Linked DNA regions of Mus musculus: region 1 is linked to region 2. Evidence: chromatin contacts called from public HiChIP or PLAC-seq data. All regions are on one chromosome and are shown on one strand. Each heading gives the region's core, a stretch centred on a gene start, on an enhancer-like site or on the middle of the called end of the contact. The rest is flanking DNA. Distances are from core to core; before and after follow the strand shown.

Region 1 (5,838 bases), core at 1,333-3,832, 260 kb before region 2:
CCTTTCTGCAGAACTGCTTGGAAACAGGACTGGATACTTAAGATGAGTGACGTGAGACAGCCAGGTAGGTGGAGCAGTAAGCAGGCTGTACAGAGAAATGGTAGGGAGGGGGTGCTCTGGGGGAGTTTTGTGCCTGGTGATGACATACTCTCTGTCCTTCATGCTGTGTCCTTTACTGAATATGCCTAGATGAGCTGATGGCCATGTTCCTTCCTATACATTGATGTCCCAACTCTTAGGTTTGTCTAGCACAGTTAATATGGAGAAATATCAGAGATAACTAACTCTGAAAAGTTGTGACTTAAGAAGTTGCTTGAGTGCCATCCCTTCCACCTTCCCCGTACTCAATATTGTGTCCTCTCCCTGCTCAGCATCTGAGGCCTGTTTGCTGAGCTAATGAAAGGTCACATGGGCATCCATAAAGGGCTGTTTCTTGTGGGAAAAGAAATGCATGACAGGCCTTCCATTTCCTCAGCTCTTCTTACCAAGATAAATCTCAGACATAAATGTCAACCCAAACTTCCAGCCATTTTGGTGACTCATCACCTCCTCTACCTCATACTCCTTGGTCTCCAGCATCAAATATGGCTTGGTATATCTTCCAGAAACTGACAACCACATTCTTACAGAGCTAGTAGTTCCCGTTAATGTGGCTGTTGATGAATTCCTGACCTGCCCACTGCTGCTTCCCGTCAGAGAGATGTTCAAAGCCCACCATCCTCTGTCTCGGGAAGGCTGGTCCTGGTGTTTTCTCTTGATTCCTCTACAGCTGCAGAGAAAAGCTGTTGGGACTTGAAGAGCTGCATATGCTGACATGTTTAGAATTAGGTTATCACTCTCTGGAAAGTTTTGCGCTGCGTTTAAGTTCATGAAAAGTCATGTTTTCACCACCTCAGGGGGCCCAACGCAAACATGTGGAAGATTTCTGCCCGAGTCTGTTTGGAAGCTTTGGATGGATGAAAGATGCGTGGATTACAGCCTCACTACTGCTGAGTCTGTATGGGGAGGTGGCTTTTCAGCACACGTGTGCATGCTCACACACACACAAACAATCACACAAACACACACACACACATACACACACACACACACATGTACAGACATTCAACCTCAAGTATACAGATGGTGGAAATGAAAGCAACATTTCCAGACAGAGGTCAAGAGATATTACTAAAATGTATTCTAATGTAAAAATAACTAATGAACATACATCCTCATTGCAAAGTTATAAGCTTTACTGAGTCAGTTTTTATGTAGACAGAGGGAGCTGCCTTTGGTTCACATTTGTGATAACATGGGGTGGATATGTTAATGCAACCAGCTTTCTTCAGTCTTGCAGTAAAACCTGATCCAGGAGAATGGAAAACTTTGGCCCATGTTTTAATGACTAGGCTATAGATGAATAACATTAGGTTTGTATCCAAATTATGCCACAGTAAGTACTTTTTCAGCAAATGCCAAGTCAAATAAGCTCATGATATGAGCTTTGTCATGATAGTCTTGCCTCATAAAGAACTTTCTAGAAGCTTCTTTAAGCTGTCTGGACTTACTGGTTGGAAATTATTGCACAGGTGGCTCTTTGGCCAGACCATATTAGGAAAGTTATTTACCTAAAATTTATTTACTTGTAACAAAAACAAGACCGAAAATGGCCCCAGTGCCTGGGGGCAATTACGCAGGAGACAATCCATGAAGAAAATGAATCCTTCCTTTTATCATCTCTGGGCTATAACGGAAATGGCCTGGAACAGCGCCTGTGATGCCTGCCAGAGCAGAGGGAGCGTGAGACTTGTTCATTGTTAAAGAACCTCCTTGTCTGGGTGTCTGTTTTTATTAGGAACCATATATTTATCTTACATGAACTTATAACCCAATGATAAACGACCTGGCTGCTAAACTGATTCCCTAGCCTAAGTCTTTCCCTCAGGCTAGCGATGAATAGGCCTGTCTCTGCTGCCCATTTAATCCTGTGGTCTCCCTCACTATGTGCTGTGTTAAGGACCCTTTAACTCTAGTTTGAGCACTTGTGACTAACTGATGGGAATGGCAAAGGGGTAGAGAGTGAAGGTCCCCAGCAGGCCTGGCCCATGTTTCAGCTTTCTATGGCAGATGAGGCTCTGTGGGTTTTGCCCGGTAAGTGCAGTGCCTTCCTGTATCTTCCAGAGATGTTGGTGTGCTCTGTGCCACTGTGCCTCACTGTATGAGGTTCCCAAACATCATAAGAACTCATAGGAATCCTAAACCATGAAAGCTGAAGGTAACTTGAATACACTTCACTCTTGTTTCTTTGCAGGTAGACTCAGGTCTAGCTCAATTTCTAGTCATCTTCTCTACTTGGACTCAGAGAGATCTACAAGGATTGTATGCTATTTTCTTCGCCTAGAACACACTTCCAGAAGTTCTTCTCATAGCTGCACCTTTGCTTTAGTCAGACTTCAGGATATTTTGAAAGCCTCTCCCCAACAAAGCAGGCTCCATGGTGTTTGCTGAGTTCTGAACAGAGCACTTATCACAGTCAGTTATCATATATGCCCAATGGATTGTCTTTCTTCCCCAACACAGAGCAAATTTTGTGAGAACAAACACTAAATCTTTATTGCTCTTTGCTGTATATATCTTACCCTGAGCCTGTAGTTGATAACCTTATTGGATAAAAGAATGAGTCAGAATTTGAAAATGACCACTGGTTTTTCTCAAAAAAGGAAAGTAAAAAGCTTTGATCCTCTTCCCCTGTCAACTTATGTGTGGATTGGTATCAGCAGAAGGAGAACTAGAAGGTCCTTCCAGCAGGATTTTCATTATTATCCAAGAAAAATATTAGTAGGCTAAGCGAACACCTTTGTGTTGCGTCAAGACACGCCTGGCTGTCCCAGCACTTTGCCAACACTTCCCACTCAGCCTGGCCTATTAGAGCTGACTATAGAATTATTGACACATCGTTTACCTCCTGGCACCTTCTCAGCAAGGATTAATCATCCCCAGGAGACTTGTTTATACGCTTGATTGATTTTGATAGCTCACTGTGCCAGGCCCTTAGCATACAGCTCAAGGAAGGCCAGGACCCTTGCTACCCAATTTGCTCTCTCAGCAGTGCTAATTTAGGACTTGGCAGTTGCATTCTACCCAATCTTACTAAACTACTTACTAAACTCCTACACCGTGGCTCACACTAAAGTAAGCAAATGGACAAGTGAATCACGGTAAAGCAAACAAGATCTTATGTCTCTAGCATATATACACATATATGAAAATACATAGCTTTTCTACTTTGCTTTTCTGTCATTGTGATAACACACTAATCAAAACCAAATTGAGGAAGGAAGAAAGGGTTTATTTGGCTTGTAATTTACAGTCTGCCATCAACTTTAAAAAGCCCATCACTAGATGGTCACAATAATGGTAGAACTTTGGGTCCTTGAATAATACTTAGAGAGACCTTGCCACTGCTTAGAAACAGTGTGTGTGTGTGTGTGTGTATGCATGTGCTAGAAAACTAGCATTGAAACAAGCATGCTCTAGATGATTAGCTACAGAAATTTAAAAAATAATTGCAATAAATAAATAAATTAGACAATGTTCTCAAAGACAATTGGTGGGAACTCAGCCATCACTTCAGGCTTCATAGTATAAAACGAAAGCAAGGAATTTAAGATTACAGAGAAGAAGTAATTACTAAAGATCACAAATTCAATTCACCTTAGAACAGGAGTTAACCATCTGATATTACTCCATGGCCTCTGTTTCCCCTCTGGAGCAACTATGTTGATACCAACTACTGCTCAAGGGTAGCCTATTGACCTCAGTGAGACTATACCACAGACAGATATTCACATGCAAATCACATGGTGAATTCCATATTCATTGCTGGACTCTGTCAGCAGCTTCTTTGTAAATATCATAGCAAGAAAGATCTGGAACAGCTGTGTGATCTGCATTTTATGACATAAACAGGGTTTTATAGAAAGAAGTGCATTCAGTTTGGAGCGCAGTCTTGGAGTGCAAGGCTGTAGGCCCAGAAGCTCAGGGTAGGCCATGGCTGCTAGCAACTTACTGGCAGAGTGGGGTCAAACTGAGCATGAGCAAAGGAAGCTAAGAGACTGTTGGAGAAGTGGGATAAGGAAAGGGCAGATGGACAGAGTCTCAGATTATAGTTACAGCTATCTCAAATCTTTTGTTTGAATTGATATACAAGGTAGCTAAACATAAACTCCATGCTATAAAGCAGTCAAGTAGACTACTTTTTCTTGAATGTACTCAGACATATGCCAGTCAATGACAAGTTTTAAGTGTTCCACAAAGACTCTTCAAATGAAATCCTGGACTTGACACAATGGCTGAGTCTTCTGCTTTCAGAAATGTAGAGTTCTGCACCTTTGTTTACTTTTGTTTAGACATGTGTAAATCTATACCCGATGTCTTTGCTTGCTAGCTGTCAAGTACTATTATGTGTTCTTATTCTGTAACTGTTTTTCAAAATTAGACACATTCTAGAAAGTTCTGGTTGTTGCATTAACTCCCACTGTGGCATTGACAATGTTTGAGATAGGCCCTGCTCCCTGTAAGGATGGTAAGTCAACTAATGGGGAGGGCTAGAAGAAACACTGACTTGGAGTTAGATTTGAGTAAGGTGGTACTTTACAGTATAACACTTCCAACCTCACCCAGCAAAGCTTTGACTTGAAGAGAGGAGAAAAAATTGTGCTTTGTTTCCCGAAGGTACTGTGTGTCAATATCTTATTCTTTTGATTGTGGAGTGATTCATTTGTTATCTGTGAATGCTGGGGAATGGACCAAATAAAGGAAACAGTGGTTCTGAGTTGTTAAATATGAAGGATAGATCTTCTCAAGTCTTGGCCAAGATCAAGCTGACTTTTAGCCCATTGTGCTACCTGCCACTGCTTTCTCCAAATCCTGACCTTGCTCCCAAGAAGGAGGAGTATGCATTCACTGCCAGAGGCCAAGCCAGTATCACACAGGCAGAGAGGCTTGGAAATGGTACCACCCACACTATCGTGCACGGTTAACATATTTCTAAGACCACAACTCAATGCCAAGGGCAACCATTGTTCTTGACATCTGCACAAGTGAACGAGGAGGACCACATTGTCACTTTGCTAGGAGGACTGATCTCAGAGCTCACTGTGAGCACTATGCTTCCAAAACATGCCTACCAGCTCCTCAGAACATGTAGAACTTTCCTCTGAGGGGCACCTGAAAATGTCAGCATGGTTGAACTTGGGGTGAGAATCATAGAAAAGTGGGTGTAGGTAATGCTGTGTAAGCATTTCTAGTGGCCAGTTGCTCTCCAAAATGTATCTTTCCTGTGAATGTTTGTCTTGACCTGTTCTGTCGGAGGATGACGTTGGTTAGGAGGGAGAGACAGGAGTGAAGTGGGAGATCTTAGAACTCAGATATAATTAATGGGATTTTTTTCCCACATTGCAAATTGCTTAGAAAGTTAACAAGTTGCATAGAAGAAAAGGGGAAATGTCTTTGTGCCTAAGCTGTGTCATTGTCATGTTGAGCAAAGTTGAGTTTCGTCAGTCTCGAGGAGGTGCACAGAAAGTCAGTCTTGAGTATGAAGCAAAAGAGGAGCCCTCCTTGCACCTTCTGAGTTGCCACATACACATCCTTCTCTGCCCCTCACACAAGCTGAAGCACCGCACCATTGGGCAATGGCCTTTGCGTATGTTAAGCCATATTAGTCATTTTGAAATTACAAATTTAATAGATAACATCTGCGTCAACATCTGTTTTGAACCTTCCTGTTTGGTCCAGTCTTTGGACAAGGAGTTGTTCTTTTGAGCTGGTAACATCCAAAGTATGCAGATAGACATC
Region 2 (5,825 bases), core at 1,705-4,204:
GCTGTTTCTAGGGAGAAGACAAACCACCCTCCTAACTCCCGCATTGCCTCTCCATCCCACAAGGACAACAAGCACCCAGTTTATGCACGAAGGAGAAAAAAGACCTCCTGGTTGTTGCTTGGGAAGCCTATTGGAGAGGAAAAAAGTCTCTATAAGGATTTTGTGGCTGAATTTTTCCTTTAAGTGATGGCTTGAATAAATGATGATTTAAAATTAACGATCAAAATTGTGAGTTGCATGGGTAAATTTATTCAGAGTTCTCTAGAGAAACAGAATGAACATGAATTAAGGAGAGATTAATTAGATTGCTTTACATAATACAGCCTGAGTCTGGAAAGTCTAACAATAGCTATCTTCATAAAAAGAGACAGAACCTGGTAACTTCTCAGTCTATAAGGTTGGGTGCCTTAGCAGTCCCCTTCTGGTGTTGAAGGCCTGGTGATTCCTGGGGAGTCACAGGTCTCCAGCCCATGTTGGAAGTCCGAGGAAGATAGGTCTGGTGTCGGAGAATGGCAGCAGCAGAAACACCAGGACACGTGGACTTGCCAGTGAGATGAGAAGGCAGGGAGGTAAAGCAAAGCTTTTCTCTTAAACCCCCTTTGATCTCGGCTGCCACTGGAAGGTGCCATCAAAACAGTGGGTTTTCTCATTTCAAATAACCTGATCAGAAAACCTGCCAAAGGTGTTTCTAGGAGTTTGCTTTTTAGCTGATTCTAGACCCAGTCCACTTGACAACCAAGAGCAAACTATTACACCGAGTTAGTGAACCTGTGGAGTGAATGAGCTGAGCATCCTCTCTCTGGGAAATTTTCTCTAAGAAGACTACTTTCCATGATTAACAGTGTAGCTATTACATATTCCATAAGTGTCGGACACTGCTGAGAACTTGGACTTGGGATATGGACCTCTAAAGACTAAGAGTTACTACTGCAGTGACCATGAACAGAAGGACTTCTTTCTCCTTGATGGGTAGGGTGCACACTGTGAATGAACACACTACCTTTAAAGCAAGTCCCCGGTACACTATGGCTGAGGTGATGTCCAATAACTTTTGCTAGTCTCACCTGTCCCCTAAGAGTAAGATCTCAGAAGAAGGAAGCAGGGTTAAGAGAAGGTGAGGGCAGGGACTTTTAGCAAACACCATAAGCAACTCCATAGCTTTATTGATGACAAAGCCTGAGAGACCCTAGGCCCAGGGAAGGACACTTCATTCTGTTAGGCTCTGTCAGGTTTCTGAATATTCTCCATGCGAAGACAATGACAGACTTTTCAAAGATTATGTCACAACTAGGTAATGTCTTATTTCAGCAAATAGAAAGGTAGGTTTACTGTCTATTGAAAAAAATAACACGAGTTGCTCAGCTCACGATGCCTCGTCCATAACCCAGCACTGTGTGGGAAGCCATACTAGCTGTCTGTGTGTCACTCTTGGTGAACTGAGACAGGAGATGCTGGCATTGCAGCTCCAGATACTGGAGTGCACATGCATGTGTGCATATGTGCATGTGTGTATGTCTATGTGTGTGGGAGTGTGCATGTGTGTTAAATTCCTTTGTCAATGAACCAGAGAGAAGTCTCATATCCTTTATTGGAGTCTATGAAACTGTGGGAATGTAGCTTGTGAGTTTGAAAGTAGTCTACTGTCTCTGACTTCCTACTGCTTTCTAATTGAAGATCAGAGTCAACAGTGCCTACTAGAAATTGCCTCTCAGATTCACTTTCCCCATAACTGTCCTTTATCCATTGCTCCTCCACTTTTGCATGCCCTTGTTGGCCAACAGTCTATAGATAGAGAAAATGGATTTGTCAATGTTTTCACACCAGCGGCTACCAACTGTTCCCAGAGAACTGTAACTGACTTCATTTGGCCCACAGTCTTCTGAATCTATCTGTATTTACAGGTAAACCTATGTTCAAATTATAAAGAGTATATTTCAATAAGTCATGTACATAATCATAAAATCTTCATAAATATGTTTTCTTTCAAACAACTTATTAAACTTATTGGTGACAATTAATTAATTCTATACTTAGATTCATGAATGTCTCCACATGCCTTCAATTTTCTTTCCCTTCTCTATTCTTCCATACCCACTATAGCACAGATCTAGAACAAAGACAATTGAAGCATCCCTAAATTGGAAGGCAGGAAGATAATAAAAATATCTAAAGTTTAAAGGAAAGTACATTTGGTGGAATGGTCATTAGAAAATTCTAATGTTCAGCAAGTCAGTTTTAGACGCAAGGCTCAACAGTCTCTTTTCTCACCCCTGCCCTGGCCTTGTTGATGTTGAAGTGTCTTTCTCCCATTTCTGCTCCTGTCTGTCTCTCTGATGAGTTCTTGGGGAAGAGACACCACTTCATGTGCTTCTGTATGGCTCATTGTACAGATTGGCTGCTTATAGCATCTAACTGTCCCCAAAGGAGAAGCTAGCTGAGTTCTTCTAGGAAGAAATGCAATATCTTACAACGTAATAGTATAAGATGGAAACCTTCCCAATTCTGATGCAGTATTCCTAAAAGCTCAATTCCCTCTACTAGGAAAAAATCTCATATAAATTTCAACTATTTGATTTGATCTTCTTGTTTACTAATTTCTGAAACTACTAAAAATACATCTCATTTAAACCAATCAAAATAAAGGTTCCTGTAAATATCACAGTGCTATTTAGGTCTTATGGAAATGGAGCTCCAGTCTTCGTTGACCCATTTTCCTGTGCTTAAGAACATCTTCCAATCATGCGCTCCTCTAGCTTAGTTGTTTATTAGTGATTTTAATGCCTTTGTTTAATTTTAATAATAATTTCTAAGGGATGATTCCTCATCCAAGTCCCAAGTTCTCATACTGATGTCTGCTCTTTTTATCTTTTCTGAGAGGGAAAAGAGACCAAGAGCTGACACACCAAAGCCTGGCAACCACAAAAGGGCTGGTCTGGCTACTGCAAGCCAGTGAGTCACTGTGAAGAGATCCCTGGGGCCCAAACTTACTGGCCAGCTAGCTCAGGCAAAGAACCTCAGTCTAGCTAGCTAGTGGGAACAACTAACCAGGCTGCAGTAGATTGATTTCAGTGGTTTCCTTATTTTCTCCTAGAGCTACCCTTTGACAGGATGCTAATATTTTATAAGCCTAAAGTCTATGATTTTTATTAGATGGATACCATTTTTCCCAGCATGGATTAAGACAAGTCTACAGGAAATTCGGAGCGCTCTCAACTGATTGTGTAAGCCTTGTTGTGCTTGGTTTATGATCCAGGCCGGCAAGATTAATAAGTGTCAGTTAAATCTGTCTCCTCCTTAATTTATCTTGTTTATCACCCCCATGAGCATATACTCTTTTCTAGGTTCACTGGTCAGGTATTTTTGTCCTTGTTGTTATTGACAAGCTTGAGTCGTCTGAGACAGGAAACCCAACAAAGAAAATGTCCTCATCAGATCGGCCTGAGGGGCATTCTCTGAATTGTTGATTAATGAGGAGGTGCCCATCTCACTGTGGACAATGCCATCCCCCCTAGGTGGTGGTCCTGGGTGTATAAGAAAGCAACCTGAGCAAGCTGGGAGGAGCAAGTCAGCCAGTGGCATTTTTCCATAGCTTTGGCTTCCGTTTCCTGCCTCCAGGTTCCCTCCTGTCCCAACTTCCTGCCCTGGCTATCTTTCACGATAAACTAAAAAGTGTGAGATGAAATAAACCTGTTCTTCACCAAGCTGCTTTTAGTCATGATGCTTACCTCAACAACAGGTAGCCAACTCTAAGACTTTAGGTATGGGTCCTAGTTCCTGTTTCTAGAAACAGTCTGATTATCTCGTCATTGCTTTATATAGATAGTATTCTTTGAGTAAAATAACAGTTGAAGCTGTGAGAAAGCTTTAGGCTCTAGGAAGGAATAAAAAAAATCAGTTTATTCCTCTAAAAGTTAAAAAAAAAATCTCCCTTTTTTTCCTGATTGGATTTTGACTCCATGACTCCATGAGCAAGAGTTATTGAAGTATGGTGGGTGAAACAGCCCCTTTGTTTCTAGGTAGGCAAAGATTTTTGAGCTTCTGTAGGAAGAGGAGCGAACTCTTAAATCCCAGTAGGTGTCTGAGCAGGTGTCTCTCCACAGCAACCCCTGAAGGAACTCAGCTTTTCTTGTTCCTTTCTGCATATAGAGACACTCTGCTTCTCTAACATCTTTGGTCAGCTTGGTAGCAATAGAGTTGCCCAAAGTCCGATTACACTTCGAGGCCAATTCAGCCTCCTCTGGTGGACATTTCAGAGCCACTGACCTTGTTTTCTTACTGAAAGTGAAGTCTAAAACTCTGAGTCAAACCAATTCCTGGGAGTGTTTTTCTGAAGCAGCCTCTTGGAGCATCTCTTACACCTGCACAGCATTGCCTTACCCAGTGCTAAGAATAGGAAGCCAAGCTCCACATGAACACTGGGCAGAGAAAGAAGGCAGGGGAAACAGAAAGGCCCTGGTGCTATGTCTTAATGCCAGGGCACACAGGGTGCCCTGAGGCATCCAAGGAAGGTGTGACACTGTTTACCAGGGAGAATGGCTGCTGCTGCTGCTGCCTGGCTCCCTACGCCCTGTCTGGCCTGTGAAATTTGATCTAAGTCACAGGAGGCAAAAACATATTAGTCTGACCACAACTCACATTCCGTAGGAGGAAACAGGATTAGAACATTGCTATTCTTGCCCAATGCTGCTAAATTTAAGTCAGTTTAACTGTCCACTGCAGTCTTTTCTCCAAAAACCAAAGGCAAGCATCATTTGGTTCGAACCTAGAGGTGAGACACTCTGAAGGACTGGTTTCAGCTTTGAAGTGGGTGAAAGATGAGAGGGTACACACAGCCCTGATTTCACAGCCAGAGAGGCCAGGCCAGTAAACACCTTCACAAACGACTCCGTTTATCCATTCCTTACAATCAGCTAAGGGAACTGCGTTATATATAACATAAAGATGAATGGAGCACAATTGCATCCCATGAGAGCCAGGCACACCATAAACAAGAGTGACAATTCTCCATCAGATGGTATGTAGCACACTAGGAAACCTTCTCTTTCCTTCGTTTCTGGACCTTTCCTCTGCTACTTCTACCTCCAGTCTAGCTTTGTTTTCTGTTAACATAGGGATCCCCAGTATGTGAAAGGGAGCTTGTCTGACAACCTTCCACATTCAGGAGGCTCACCAGGTGAGACTTGGAAGCTCCTCCCAGGAAATGTGACAACTCTACAAGTGCTCTCTTCTGATTTAGCTCTGTATATCCATATATCCATCCTTACACTACTCACTTTTACTATTTTGAATCAACTTTATGTTTAATTTCATTAAGATGCCACATTTGAACTCTTTTCTTTCTTCTATCATGTGGAGATTTTAAATGAATTATATAAGCAATCACATGGCTAAGGACTTATTTCTATTGATCTGACAAGGTCTCTGGTTGATACTTGGATGAAACATGGCTAGGACTGGTAGCTTTTAAAGATTATGCTTATAAATATATGTTATTTCTGATGGTCTACTAGTCTGAGGAAACCAAGTTCTTCTGCTTTTTTTCTCCTCCTCCTCCTCCTCCTCCTCCTCCTTCTATTCTTCTCCTTCTCCTTCTCCTTCTCCTTCTCCTTCTCCTTCTCCTTCTCCTTCTCCTTCTCCTTCTCCTTCTCCTTCTCCTTCTCCTTCTCCTTCTCCTTCTCCTTCTCCTTCTCCTTCTCCTTCTCCTTCCTTCTCCTTCTCCTTCTCCTTCTTTGGTTTCATGTATGTGAGGAAGCCAGATTGAGAGTATAAGGAACAGCCCTGAACTTACTCTTTCCCTATCCCCAAATATCCAATGTCATGCAATA

The links. HiChIP or PLAC-seq counts read pairs in DNA pulled down with a chosen protein or histone mark.
Region 1: a contact with region 2 is called in a FOXA1 HiChIP or PLAC-seq map of pancreatic cancer cells. The contact joins two enhancer-like sites. A contact is called at or near these places in 1 of 484 Hi-C or Micro-C datasets (nephron progenitors) and 3 of 115 datasets of contacts at active chromatin or transcription factors (embryonic stem cells, fibro-adipogenic progenitors and pancreatic cancer cells).

Annotation. Positions count from the first base shown.
Region 1 is chr2:117,925,400-117,931,237 of GRCm38.p6, reverse strand. The region is part of intron 8 of Gm13986 (predicted gene 13986); the gene reads left to right. Among named protein-coding and RNA genes, the nearest start is that of 4930412B13Rik, 110 kb to the right of the region's middle. Within about 2 kb of position 2,582, at least 11 of the 459 cell types and tissues checked have an H3K27ac peak or open chromatin away from gene starts, as enhancers often do. A contact at or near this core is called in pancreatic cancer cells, where this site is marked.
Region 2 is chr2:117,665,485-117,671,309 of GRCm38.p6, reverse strand. No RefSeq gene overlaps it. Among named protein-coding and RNA genes, the nearest start is that of Gm32210, 37 kb to the left of the region's middle. Within about 2 kb of position 2,954, at least 38 of the 459 cell types and tissues checked have an H3K27ac peak or open chromatin away from gene starts, as enhancers often do. A contact at or near this core is called in pancreatic cancer cells, where this site is marked.